2 separate regions of the Anser cygnoides genome follow, and region 2 is linked to region 1. A link is a contact called in public Hi-C data. All regions are on one chromosome and are shown on one strand. The core of a region is the stretch at or near the end of the contact, and the rest is flanking DNA. Distances in the headings are between cores, read along the strand shown.

What was found. A called contact is a pair of places that touch in the nucleus more often than the background predicts.
Region 2: a contact with region 1 is called in a Hi-C map of liver, with 6 times the contacts expected there. The contact joins the promoter of AGTPBP1 here to the promoter of TUT7 in region 1. A contact is called at or near these places in 2 of 7 Hi-C or Micro-C datasets (both in liver).

What each region holds. Positions count from the first base shown.
Region 1 is chrZ:42,229,752-42,232,491 of Taihu_goose_T2T_genome, forward strand. TUT7 (terminal uridylyl transferase 7) reads left to right here and starts at 1,275. Exons shown (of 29, transcript XM_048080525.2): 1 at 1,275-1,426.
Region 2 is chrZ:42,360,434-42,363,154 of Taihu_goose_T2T_genome, forward strand. It overlaps AGTPBP1 (ATP/GTP binding carboxypeptidase 1), which reads left to right and starts at 1,419. Exons shown (of 28, transcript XM_066988424.1): 1 at 1,419-1,553; 2 at 2,507-2,647. The coding sequence starts at 2,615. It overlaps NAA35 (N-alpha-acetyltransferase 35, NatC auxiliary subunit), which reads right to left and starts at 1,599. Exons shown (of 23, transcript XM_066988429.1): 1 at 1,490-1,599; 2 at 781-914. The coding sequence starts at 904.

The DNA of each region.
Region 1 (2,740 bases), core at 25-2,524:
TATAATGTCATATTTTTGGACGCTACCATCCTTAATTTTGATAGTACTCTACTATTAAACTACTTTAAAATGTGTACGTATGGACATATTTTGCAAGGGAAAACTGGATTGGAACGGGAAGGTGAATTATTACGAGGACTACTAGGGTGGGATAAGAGCATCTCTGTTCCTTTAATATGGATGCAAAACAGCAGTAGGAAGAGATCCTCTTAAGTTATTAGAGAATAAAGGGGGCATGCAGAAACAGCAGGAAGCAGTAAGATGAAGAGTCTGAGCAAGCACAAGCAATATGCACAAAACAAACAAGTCACTTTATTCAGCGAGACGGTGATATAAAGCAAGTGCCAGTTTTTCTTCCACAGGAAAGCAGGTATACGGCCTCTTCCCCACCTATCCCAGGTGTAAGCAGAAGGACTGCTTGCCATTTCTCTTCTCCTTTTTAAGGTAAACCATTTAGATACCAGTAGGAAAGCCGCACCATACCAGCTTTTTTCCCCACTTCCTGTAATTTGTTTTTATTTTTCATGAGTAATTTGTTTTGCATGTCAGATATTTTTGCCGGGGTGGCTAGTCTGATGAGGCATACAGATTATATGGGATTGGATTTGGTTCCCAGTGGTGTGGAAATGCCCCCGCTACACGTGTGAACAGCACTGTACACAGTGGCTGTTCTTCAATAGCCACCGTGATTGTTCATGCCAACGCATTTACTCTTCTATTACCAGGACCAAGGCACAGCAAAAACAATCTTCTGAGATTAGCAGGGCTCCCAGCTGGCAAGGCGGGCTGTGACACCGTGTGTTTGCAATCTGGAGCCTGTTTGGTGACCTACATTTGAAAGCCGCGATCCCCGTGCTGCAGCTGGTAGCAAGCTGCTCTAGTCACAGCCGCAGAGGAGCGTGCTGGAGTGTTTGCATTGCTAGATGTTTTGGAGAGCTGTGCGGGTTACATTTAAATTTAACCTACAAATGAAGCTCTCGCGCGTTTAGTAAGCGTGTCGTTCAAAATCGATGCAGCCCAGCTTCCACGGGCACCAGCTTGTACACCTATAAACCAAGGAGGAACAACCACCGTGTAAGCAGGGCGCTCACACGAGCCGGGCGATGCCATTCCTGCTCCCCTCACCAACACCAAGCCCGGCTCAGCCACCACCGCACCGCGACCCCCCCCCGCTCAGGGCGGCGACAAGCGGCCGGGCCCCGTAATGGCGGACAGCCCGCCCCGCCCCGACACGGCACGGCACGGCCGCGAGCAGCGCTCCCCGGCGGCGGGACCGGCACCGCCACCGGCCCCGTGCCCGTGCTGGGCGGGAGGCGGGGCCGTGCTGCCGGAAGGGCCGCGCGGACGGCGGCGGTGAGGGACCGGCGGCTCTTCCGCCGCGACGTAATGGCGGGCCGGCCGTAGGGGTCGGGCTGGCCGGCGGCGGGTGAGTGCGCTTCGCTTCTCTCCGTGGGCGCTGACCGGGGACGGAACGGGACGGGACGGGACGGGGCCCCTCCGCCGCGGGCTGCCGGGTTGCGGCCGTTGAGCCGCTCCGGGTCGGGCCGGCTGCGCCCCGCGCCGGTGCCGGGGGCGGAGGGAGGAGGAGGAGGAGGAGGTGGAGGTGGTGGTGGCGGTGGTGGCGGTGGTGGTGACCCCCCGCCGGTAACCGGCCCGGCCGCCTTCCTCCCCGCTGCCCCCCTCGGGGACGCGGCTCCTGGCGGCGCCGGGCGTGCCTCGTCGCCGGCCTGCTGCCTGGGCGTGGGTTTGCACCCCGGGATGACTCCGGGGTGAGCCGTTCGTAGGTCACCGGAGCACAGGTTCGGCGGACGTGTCTTTCGTGAAACAGGTAGCAAGTTCGCTTTGTGCGAGCTGGACTTTGTGGTTTGTTTTTTTTTTTCTTTTTCGTTTTTGCTCCTGGCTAGAATGGCTGCATCTCCCTGATAACGCACAGCAGACTGTGAGTTCAGCCCCCTTAGGACAGGTGTACAGCTTATTTTGTCAACACATGTGAGAGCAAAGTTCTTCTGCGTACAAGCCATATAAACTCTAAAAGCTTCAAGCCTGTAGAAAGCAGACACTGATGTGCCTGAGGGCGCCTTTGGGGCCTGCAGAATTTAAAAAAAAAAGAAAAAAAGTCAAGAACATCAAGCACTATACTTCCATATTAAAGACAACAGAAGTATGTTTCCTACTTAAGTGCTTCCCTAGCTTTCTCTGCACCTTAACCTCATATATCTTTTTTCGAAATTTTTTCTTGTTTGGTTCTATGTGGCAGTAGTTAAACAACCGAATATTCAGTGTAGTTGTAAGCACTGCTTCGTGTGTTTGACTGATCTCTTCCAGGTAGTGCCCACTTTCACAGCCCATGCAGGTTTAAACTATTGACTATTTAAAAACTAAAACTATTTAAACTATTGCTTGAGTTGCAGCTCTCTGTAAGTATTTTACAGTAAGAATGCAGACATGACCAAGTCTGGAGAGCTAACTGGTAACGCAGGTTATTTTTTTAGATAATACCACATTACTATGAAATAAGTATACTTAGTACCCAGTAACGTGAAATCTCTGAATGGCCAGCTAGCTAAAAAGTGCAAAGTGCATTGGGCAGTGCAGGATTGGCTCTTAATCATCATGTGATCTTTGCCTCGCAGGCAGGTAGCAGGAGTTAAGCAACACCTCTGATCACAATTTTCATCCTTAACAAGGCGAATAGTATCGACAACAGGGGAAGGGGAATATTTGTTGGTGTAAACTGGCC
Region 2 (2,721 bases), core at 169-2,668, 130 kb after region 1:
GAATAGCCTGAAACACGGGACATCACTTTTCCGTGCTCCTTTATGAAGATGTCTAATTTTTCCAGAGAAGGTATTTACGGAAATGCTTACTTTTTCTCATTATTTTTAACAAAGCCTTTAGATGTGTTCGATAAGCAAACGAAGTACAGATCACCAATAAAAGGGAATTATTTCAAAGTATAAGGAAATTGTGTCTATCGTTGTGTAACTTCGTTGTGTGGTAAGCTGAAGTTTTACATTTTTTCCTTAATGTCATCATAAAATCAATTAAAAAAACTTGCTGTCATAGTAAACTAATAGCTAATAACCATAAAGGTGGTCATTTAAATGAAACCAATTGTTTCCCTGCGAGTGGGACGTATTGCATCTCCTCTGAAAGTCACCCTTATTTCAAAGATGAAAAATGAAGCACTGACCAATTAAATGAAAAAAAAATCATCAGATGCTGCAGATTCAAAAATGTACAGAAAAAAATGTTGATTCTGCATGGATGAGAGGGCTTTCCACTTAGCATGAGACAGGAAAAACTCTTTGCAAAGAAAAAAAAATCAGATGCAAAAATGCATACGATAACAACAGAAAAAACATGACTAGAGAAGATATTTATGTAATCTGAAAGAAGCTAGGCAAGGTTCTTCTGATATTTCTAGCCTTGCAGTAAATCAAACACAGGGAACCATAGCATCAGTGTGGTCCACTCATCTGGATCTTGAACGCGGGTCAAACTACTAAACCAAAAAATTATTCTCAGTTCTCCAAGGGTTTAAGTTTAAAACTCACCTCTACAGGCTTCTTCAAAGTCCTGGGTTATATCTATCCAGCTTGTATTACTCTTTTCCATCTTGTCAGGCATACCGAGCTCCCATCCCGAATCGTCATCTTCGACTGAAGCCTTCATAACCATGGTGCTGCACCTTTAAACCCACATCGGACACACGACACGTTACGCACAAATTACAGAAAACGCTTCAATGGAATGTGTTTTTTTTTTTCCCTGCAATATCAGGGGAAACGGGAAAACAGACGAATCTGGTTTCATTCGAACAGCTACTACTACGTAATAGACTGAAAAAATTACTCGTACAGTTCTTTTCTAGAGGATGCGTTGTTACCCACAGCTTCCCTACCACTAGCTTATAGGCTATGACGGAAAACCCCTTCCGCAGCCTCGCCGGCGGCCCGCTACGTGCCGCCTCGGCCCCCCCGCCGGAGGCCTCCGCGGCGGCAGGAGGCACCCGCGGCGCCGGCACCGAAGGGGCGGCGGGGCCGGGGGCGCCGGGGCAGCCGCTGGGGGCAGCCGCTGGGGGCGGCCGTTGGGGGCAGCGCCTCGCCCGCTGCCGGGCGCCGCAACGGCCGCGCTGGGCCCGGGGGACGCCCGCACAGGACCGCCGGTGCCGCGCCTCGCCCGGTACCGCCCCCCTGCCCCCAGACACCCGCCCCGGGCCCCCCCGCGGAGCGTGAGGCGCCCCCCGCGGCCCCCGGCCCTCACCCGCCGCGCACAAGGAGCGCCCCTCGGCCGCCGCCGCCACACACGGAGATCGGAGTCGGCCTCGGTGCGCATGCGCCGTTGCTCCTCTGCGCACCCTCGTCTGCGCGTGCGCGCACCGCCGCTACCGGCTGATGGGCGGGGGGGGGTCGGCGGCGGCCTGGGGAGGGCCCGGGTGGGGAGGGAAGGGAAGGGAAGGGAAGGGAAGGGAAGGGAAGGGAAGGGAAGGGAAGGGAAGGGAAGGGAAGGGAAGGGAAGGGAAGGGAAGGGAAGGGAAGGGAAGGGAAGGGAAGGGAAGGGGGGTATTAATTTAAAAAGTGCACAACCCCGTGTTTGTGGGAAGCACCACCAGCTGCTAATACACTTTGCTCACCAAAAAGATTAACCAAAGCTGCCCCTCCCTCCAATGCTAGGAAGAAATACAGGGATTTGAATGCCAAAGCTGTCTTTGCGCGTTGGCCCTGCTGTTCAGCCTCCTCCAAGCACAGAGTGCTTGCACCTGCAGCGAGGCAAAAGGAGAGAAATCTGAGTGAGCTGTTAAGCCCATGACAGCGCCGACTTCTTCTCCGAAATAATTGCTTTTAGTTCAACGGCTGCGGAAATGTCCGGGTGCTTCATGGCTGCGCTGTAGTCATACTTACTTCCTGGAAAAAATACACAAATCTATGTAATACTTATCTTGTAATGATATAAAGGTTATGATTGCGAAGAGCAGGTCATTGCTGCTGAACATGACGGTGGCTAAACATCTGTGAATGCAAACTGGTTATATCTACCTCTCTGTAACAGAGAAAATGCCACCAGCACTAGCACTCTGCTCTGTAGAAAGAGGGCTGAATTTCTGGGGAAATTCTGTGTTTAATTTCAGGAGAAATAACTCAGATTATTGTTACAGATTGTTTCATAGATATGAAATTAAATAAAAACCTGCAGTACTTGATTCATTTCTGAAAATATCACATGTTGGAAGCTTGTTGCCAATGCTTCTGTTACCGAATACCTGTTTATGTTTGTGTGCAGGCTGAACTCTAAGAACTATGACCTGGCTTTTGTGAGGTGACTGTGGCGATCTCATTCCAGTTCTCAGTAGACCAGTGGATGCGTCATGACTGGCTGTAAGCACTTCTCATGGCAAAAATACCAGGAGTCAAAGATGAGCAGGTTGGTTGCGTTTGTGTGAAATGACCATAGCAGTTTAAAAAGTGAACATGTGTTCCCTGCAGTAATCGGTAAGC